Regions from separate parts of the Gossypium hirsutum genome. Here region 2 is linked to region 1. Evidence: chromatin contacts called from public Hi-C data. All regions are on one chromosome and are shown on one strand. The core of a region is the stretch at or near the end of the contact, and the rest is flanking DNA. Distances in the headings are between cores, read along the strand shown. Region 1 has its middle 19 kb from the start of LOC107932546. Region 2 holds the start of LOC107932601 (growth-regulating factor 1).

Region 1 (4,630 bases), core at 847-3,346:
ATTGCTATCAGTTTCTTGTCGACTTCCACCATTGATGTCACTCTCAAAACTTGCACGTTTAACGTATTTATAAATGCCATCAAAATAACGTTTGTTTATAAACGTTTCATCATACTTAAAAGACGAAGTTCAAACATTTGAACAAATATTTCAATGCAAAAGGAAAACAAAATCCACACAAGTTACTTTCCACTTCTCTCCCGTTTAAGTTGATGTTATGTTATTATCATATATTTTTTATGATTAAATTATTTTATATATTCATTTTACAGTTTATAAAGTCTAATCCTTTCTGGGTTCGTGATTATTTCTCTTAATAATATTATTTTCAGAATTCGAACCTGAATTTTCTCCCTAAAAATGTAATATATCTTATCACTACACTCAACACTTGTTCATTGTTATCTCATATTTTTAATATATTATAATTGTAAATGTATAAAAATTATTTTCTATTTTAATATTTACGATGGATTATTTAAAAAATCATTAAAAAGTAGGCGACAAAAATTAAGATAAAGATAGGGTATGCATGTAAGGCACCAAAAACTTGTGGTGGAACTCGAAACATCGATATCTAATAGGGGAGAGTAAGACATTAGAGTTCAATGTCCTTCAAAGTCGGTTTGGAATTTCTATGTAATAATGTTGGTGGGACTCAAAGTATAGTGAATTTTATGTCAAAGTTAAACCCCACATAGATTATTGTTTGATTTTATCTTTTATTGCTATGATTTGTCTTCACATCACGTTTTTCTTTAAATGAGTGATACACATATCTAATAAAATATAAAATAAAGAAGCCCTTTGTTCATATTCCTAAATGCATCATACACGTTCCACTTTTTGAATTTTGACTTATATTTGATGTAGTATTTCCAAACCTCAATCATGCACTTTTTCTAAATTATTGTACTTCTTGTTTTAGTTTTGATGGAAGAAATAGTAGTTTTGAAAATAAAAAACGAGTTAATTTCATTAAATATTTTGCATTATCACTTGGATTTTAAATGTTTTAATTAAGTTTTTAAAGTATTATGATATTGTATCAATTAGAATCGTTCATTATCTTAATCGTCGATTTAGGCATTAAATATTAATTTAGATTTAATATGTACCATATTTAAAACACATAGATTAAATTATAAATTTATGTGTACTTATCATATGAGCACCTTGAATCCCACATTTTAAAAAAACATAGTGTTAATTTTTTTAATCTATTTATCTAAATTGTCAATGTAATAGATACTTATGTGGTTACAATTTCATCCATGTGTTTTAGTTATGCTTTACAATTTCATCCACGTATTTACCCTTTTAATATTTTAGTTGGGTTAATTAGATAGTGGATTTAACTTTTGAGTTGAGTTGAGTTGGGTTGAACTTTATATTGGTATAGTATTTAGATATTCATCGTTTGATATTTGATTATTTGAGATTGGAAATGGACGTGGTTAGGGTTTATTAATTAAAAATTAATTGGTTTATTTGATTTATAAACTCACAACCAGAATAAATCATCGAAATGAATTGTTTACATTGAATAAACCGAAAATTCGAGTAAACCAACTTATTTTTATTAAACTAATTCAATTAATTAAAATTGAAATCAACTCAATACAAAGTACAATAAACTGAAAACCAAAATATATTCAGACTTAAACAAAGAATAAAATATTGATAAGACTCCTACATGATTAAACCTAAATCCAAAATAAAGTAAAAGAAAATTCACTCATAACATTTCTATACGATAAAATTCAAACCAGATACATGTTATCATAAAACCTTCGAAGACATCACTTTCAAGATGTTGAAGATAGGATCTTGCATAGGTTGCAGCTGCCGTACGGCTAGCGGCTAACTAAAACAGACACAAATGGCATTAGTTCCCACCGACAATTTCATGTTTGAAAGAAACATTTGCAGTAAGGAGATATATATATATATACAACTAATTATCAAATAATTCAAAGATAAGTTAATTTCCAATATCACTTAAACCAGCACCTATCAAAGAACACACTAAAGCGTGGTGCACTTGCAGCATGCCTGCTTGTGTTTACCTTATAAATTTTACTCTCAAGAAGTGTATTTTTTTTTTGTTGGACTATATTTATATGTTGGTCCATACTTCATCGTTCTTATGGAGCCCATGATATGTACAATGTTGACATAAAATATGGGTTACCATTATGGGGCTGACTTTTGGTTGGTAATTTCTTTCATTTATGGAGCTCAGACAACATCGGTAGCTACCAGTCTTATAACGCTACTGTAACAATTGAAGGCAGAGATTTTGTGTTTGGTTTATTACAACTGAGAGCTGAGTTGAAAAAGCCGCAACATGGTTTTTAACACTATCGTTTTCATTAGACTATTAACAAGTAAAAAGCTGTCAAAATGGCTTACAAGACAAAGAGTCATAAATAACACCTTTAGCTATCTTGCACAGAATTTGACTTTAATTTATTTATGAATATATATATAGCAGGGAGTTGATGACCATGTGATGGAAGGAAACTATAAGGAATCTTAAGTTAGAATGTCAATCAATAGAATTTCCAGCTATTTGTCTAAGTCTAAACCCTTGCTTACTAATTCAAGCACCGAATTCGTCTAATTCTTCTCTCAATTCATCTACTCTTTCAAAATTTTCTGATTGAAAAATTAAATTCTAATTGATTCGAATTTTACATCAAACCTTTGAATATCATGATGGCACATGTTTAAGTTTAACGAAAGCTCATCGACAACATTATTAATTGAACTTTAATTTTTAAAACAGACAAGTAGAGGGATTAATTTTTAAAAGACCAAAGAGTATAGGGACTAAAGGAAAATTAAATCTTTTTTAGTTATATATATATATTCCTTTCCGTATATGTCATCTCCAATTTCTCGTTTACTTTTCCTCTTCATTATTTTCCATTTTTCTTGTTTGATTTATTATTTTGTTCCTCCCCATTTCTTAATTATTTTACGATGATATGAAATTATATATACACACATACCAACCATTTTTATATAGTCAATCTGATTTTCATTATAATTGAAATCATTTGTTGCTGCTAGAGTTGTGTAACTCGAATCCCATCATTTGTTAAAGAAATAAAATATAGTAAAAAAATAAGGGGATCTGTGGGGCAATCAATGTCAAATAGAAATAGTGTAGTTCTATACGGATTGTACTTGTGCGGCATGGTCTGTACCATTAAATATAGATGTAGTCGAAACTCCTTTAGTGAATTTCTCCTCATTTGCCCGTGATTTTTTCTTGAAAGTGATTTTTTCTTGAAAAAGTTTTCACGTAAAATCTGTGTATTTTATTTTTGTTTTTTCTTATTACTTTGCGATCGTTCTATTGTTATTATCGATGTCTATTAGAATAGTTCTCATCCAAATAAACTATCTATTTATCTATTTATATTTATATTAATTAATACAACATTTTCAACCTGAATGTATTCATAATCTAGAAGGAACACAACCTCTATAATTAAATGAATTAGCATATAGGTTTAATATGTCATTTGTTACTTGAGTTTGATATTTTTTTTAATGTAATATTTATGTTTTTTTGCTCCAATATGTGATACCTATATTTGACAAAAATTATACATTTTGGTACTCACGACTAATGGTATTAACTTCTTAGTGTTTAATTTGAGTTTTAGGTTGGTTTAGTGAGATTTAATTGTTAATATTATTATGTTTGAGTTTTTATAATATTTTAAAAGAATAATATTATTTTTGAATTTGTTTAATTTTGTATTTAATTTGTTAAATACAATATGATTCTTGTACTTTTATTTTTTGAGTTTTAGAGTTGATTTGATGAAAATTAATTGTTAATATATATTATCAACAAATTATGAATCTCCATCAAATCAACTCTAAAACTTAAATTAAACATTAAAAAGTTCACACTGTTGCTTTCAAGTAGCAACATATATAACTTTTACCAAAAATGATACAAATACGACATTAAAAAAAAGTCAAATACATATACTTAATAAAATATTATGGGACTTTGTTGTAATCTTTGAATAATCTATGTACTTACAAAACATTTATCCTTTAGTGACATGTGAACATTAAAGGTTGGGTAAAACCTTAATTTATGCATCATTCGGTTGGCTTAAGACAAATCAAATGGTACTGAAACATCAAATTTTATCGATTCATCTTACGTCTTTGACTAGTTTTCCCTCTATATTTTCCTCTTTTTTTTTTCTAAAATATATTCACATTTGGAATATTTCTATGAATACTTATGTAATGGATTACACAAGAATGACATCAATTTATAATTTAAATATTTTGAAAAGATTCAAAATTTTTAAAAAAATCATATATTTCTTGTATATAATTATGTTGTTGCACAAGTTGCATTTCAAAGTTGACAATTTTTCATATGAATTTAGAAAAATATAAAAATTTCTAAATAGAGAGATGAGTGAAACTATAAAGAGGGGTTTGTTTATGTCAAGCTATACACATTCTTCAATGTATTTATCAAACTGAGTGAATGTAATTTATGAACTTTTAATAATTTTCAGTTTTTTTATAACAATTTTATTATAAGTTATTATCATATTTATTATTTTTGATACTATGTCTAAAA
Region 2 (4,234 bases), core at 306-2,805, 71 kb before region 1:
ACCAACGTTAACCCTAGATTTAAGCATACAAATTTCGTCTCCCCGTTTGATTTAGGTGTTTGGATTTGTATATTTTAAAGATGGTGGTAACAATAAGATTAATTATTATAACTGTGAGTTAAATAATTTTACTGCATTATAGAAAAAGCTCATCTAAATAAGTCCATAGTTGATATTTCTTTATTATTACATTGAGTAGGTTAAATTTTATTGGTAGTTTTTTATCATACAAAAGTTGTCAAGTTAATCATTCTACTCTAATTTAATCTTTTTCTTTTTCTTTTTTACTTTTTGAATTTTGAAAATTTAGTACTAATCTAAACGGTAGTTACTAAATTCCTTAAAATAAATTATAGATTTAAGAATATATATATAACAAAAGTAAAAAGCCTAATTTAATTATTTTTTTTAAAAAAATTCACATGTATCATTAAAATTACAAATAACTAAATCATAATAATTAAAAAAAACAGATGCATAATGGATTTAAGTCGTAATTAAAAAAATTAATTTCACAATATGTCCTCAAATTAAGATTTAAAATTTAAATTGGTTCTTAAATTTAAAATCTTTTAATTGAATTTTAAAGTATCAATCAAGTCTTTCAATAAGCTTAGTCATTAGGGACGGATCCAAAATTCTACTCTAAAGAGGGTGAAATTTCTAAATCTGAACCACCTTTTTTTAACATAAAAAAGTGTCAATTTTTTTCAGATATTTTTTTTCTTATCAAACAAATCAATTTAATATTTTTTAAAAAGTATGAAAGATTTAACTATAAAAAATTAAAAGAAAAAAATCACGCAGTATAAAATTAAATATTTCTTTCCAATATGCAAAAAAGAATAACTAATACTATGCTAAAAATTTCATAAATATCATTATAATTCCAAAAATTAAATTAAAAAGAACTTGGCCTTAGTCCTATTTCTCAATACTAAGCATCCTAAATTGTACATTCCATTTTTCATAAGATCGAACTCATCAATGTTAGAATCTGTTGAAAAATCTCTAGCTATCTCTTTTTCGATGTATGCCAATAAGTAAGTTAAAAGAAAATCATTCTTCATTCTATATATGTATGGGTATGGGCTAAATTAATTAATTTTAAAATTTGACTTTAAAATCATATTGGGCCTCTAAGTTTCAAATTATGTTTTTATTATTATCTTTTTCTTTTCAAGTAATATTTGATTTAATTATCATGTGTTTTAGTCTAAACTGGATTGAAATGTGTGAAAAGCTTTTATTTATATACTTTTATTAAGGTTAATCTTGAAAGGTTTAACCATTATGCAATGAACTAAACTCAACAAAAATATGGGTTATAGTGTTAAATCATATTACACTCTTATATTATTGAGAAGAAAAACCAAATATCTCAAAAAAAAACTAATATAAAAAATAAACTCGAAAAGAAGGAAGAGCTCTTAGAACAAGGAGAATTTTGTAACTTTGACCTTTCCTTGAAAGCAACGGATGCTTTTTTTTTTTTCACTTTAAAAGAAAAACCATGGATAAATATGTGCTAACATGTCTGGGATATATTGGCGTAGTGTGGTACTATATTATACCCTTGTTTGCTCCCTTTTTTTTATATAGTTTTTGCTCATAGTCTCTAAAATTGTGATACTTCCATTACAAAGATGAACCCCCCCCCCCCAAAAAAAATCTGATCTGAAACAGTGAAAGAAAAAACCCAAAACATAACACCTTTGTCCTTTTAAAGATGCTCCTCTCTTTCTCTGTCTTCAAACACTTGTTTTTATCCAAAGCTTCAACTTTCAACCCTTCCATGTCATCATCATCATCAACAACAACTCATGCTTTTTAGAGCCCTGTTTTTGTTTATTGGTTCTATATGGATTTTGGGGTTCTGGGTTTGGATGGTATTGTGGGTCCTAATAATGGAGCTCCATCTCCATCTCCATCTCCATCTCCATCTCCATCTCCACCAGTTGAGTCCAAGCCTAAGCTTTTCGGATCCGGGTTTACCAAGCAAGAAAGATCCTCTGATTCAGCTGAAGAAGAAGATCACTGGAAAAGTTGTAAGGTACCGAAGACAATGCCATTGCACCAAGGCATTCCTTTGTTGAGATCTAATGAAACTCCCCAACAACAACAAGATCATATGATTAGCTTCTCTTCACTCAAATCTGAACTTCCTTTTATCAGAAAAGATGGTAACTTTATGGAGAAAACTACACAAAGCAACGACTTCTCTATGTATACTAGAAATGCAGGTAATGTGTTTGAAAGTTTATGTTTTTTATTTTTTAGGTAAAAGAAAAAAAATTGGTACTTGGTGATATGATTTTGTTCATTAAAATGGGGTTTGTTTAAAGGGTTTAAGCATATTTGTTTCAATGTGATTGTGAAGGTCTTTTCATAGGCACTTACTTTATTCTTAATCCCAACATTTCTTGCTATTGGGTTCATTGACATTATTAAAATAGTTGGCAAAATAAGGACAATGGACATATGTAGCAAACAGTAAATGTTGCAGACAAGTGATTATAACCCTTAAATGTTTTGTTTCAGGATATGGTAGTGGAAACCTTAATGCAACCATGCATGGGGTTTTAACTCCATCTCAATGGATTGAGCTACAACACCAGGCATTGATCTACAAATACATCATGTCTAATGTGCCTGTACCTTCTAATTTGCTCACTCCTTTGAAGAAATCCCTTTACCCCTATGGCTTCACCAGTTCATCTGTTGGATCCTTGCCTTATAATTCATGTAAAGTTCTTATCTTGTTTGGTGCATAAACGAACAGTTTTGTGCAGAGTGATCTGTTTATGTTTTGTAGAAAGTTTTATCCAAAGCTATAGGTATCACAAATGAAAAAAAAAGGTGATTTTTAGCTATAAAGTAATTTTTTGCTTGCTTTGTCTTCATCATTGATCATTGTGTGGCTTTTATGTAGTGGGATGGGGTTCTTTCCATCTGCGGTATACTGGCAGCACCGATCCTGAGCCAGGGAGGTGTCGTCGAACGGATGGAAAGAAATGGCGTTGCTCCCGGGATGCCGTTGCTGATCAAAAGTATTGTGAAAGGCATATAAACAGGGGCCGCCATCGTTCAAGAAAGCCTGTGGAAGGCCAGACCGGCCACACTGCCACTAATTCAAAGGTGGAGTCGATGTCTTCCTCTATGTTGGCATCGGCAAAAACCAGTGGTGGTGCAGCCAATAGTCTCGCAATTGCACTGCAGCACCGGTCTGGTGCTGCTGATCCTTCTTCAGACACCCTTGTGAACAGGTAAAAAACTTGCTTTATGCTTTTGAGGTTGCTTTACTTGCTTACATTGATATTAATAATGATTATGCTTTAACTGTTTGTATACATATATTTTTCTGTTCCTTTCTCTTTACTTTAAAGTAGGACCCTATTGTGCCATCTTTACTTTTGGTGACATTGGCCACACTTGTAGTTGGGACTTAGGATTCTCCTTGCTAGGTACCTTGGTCACTCGGTTGTATAGGCTTGGATTTAACTCTTTTTTTTTTGTTGGGATCTTTCATTTTGTTCATTGCGGTTATGATTTATTCGTGGCAGAATACAAGATCAACGGGGGTTTTCGGTGTTGTCTTCCACCACCAACCTGAAATCTGATGACTCCACCACATTCACCATTACAAAACAAGGTGTTCCGTTTGTAGAATCATCTCTATCGGATTTTGGACATGTTGCTTCCGATTCTCTTGTCAATCCGTCGCATAAAAGCTATTACATGAACTCTAAGGAGTATGGTCATGGTCTGTTCCTAGACTTCACTGGTCAAGAAACACAAGATCAAACACCGCCTCACCAATTCATTGATAACTGGCCCAAGGATCAGTCTAGTCGTTCTATTGTTACTTGGCCAAATGAGTTAAAACCTGACTGGACTCAACTCTCGATGTCTATTCCTATGGTAACATCAGAGTTCTCATCAACCTTGTCCTCACCAGTGAAAGAGAAACTCGACCTTTCATCTCTTAGGTTAGTTCAGGAGTTCGATCAGATCCAAATGGGTTTAGGAGTGAACAATGACATCACTGAACAAACCAAAAGGCAACCTAACTGGATACCAATATCTTGGGGAGGTTCAATGGGAGGTCCATTAGGAGAGATCTTAAACAACACGACGAACAACGCAGGTAGCTGCCAGAACTCATCGACACTTACCTTCTTATCGGAAGGGTTGGATGGCAACCGCATACAATTGCAGAACACGCCTTTCAGTT

The links. A called contact is a pair of places that touch in the nucleus more often than the background predicts.
Region 2: a contact with region 1 is called in a Hi-C map of leaf, with 1.7 times the contacts expected there. The contact joins the promoter of LOC107932601 here to the enhancer-like site in region 1. A contact is called at or near these places in 10 of 34 Hi-C or Micro-C datasets (anther, hypocotyl, leaf and 2 more).

The regions. Positions count from the first base shown.
Region 1 is chrD03:3,205,762-3,210,391 of Gossypium_hirsutum_v2.1, reverse strand. No RefSeq gene overlaps it. Among protein-coding and RNA genes, the nearest start is that of LOC107932546, 19 kb to the right of the region's middle. Within about 2 kb of position 2,096, at least 2 of the 9 cell types and tissues checked have an H3K27ac peak or open chromatin away from gene starts, as enhancers often do. A contact at or near this core is called in leaf, where this site is marked.
Region 2 is chrD03:3,276,628-3,280,861 of Gossypium_hirsutum_v2.1, reverse strand. It overlaps LOC107932601 (growth-regulating factor 1), which reads left to right and starts at 1,555. Exons shown (of 4, transcript XM_016864659.2): 1 at 1,555-2,243; 2 at 2,542-2,745; 3 at 2,933-3,266; 4 at 3,564-4,234. The coding sequence starts at 1,862.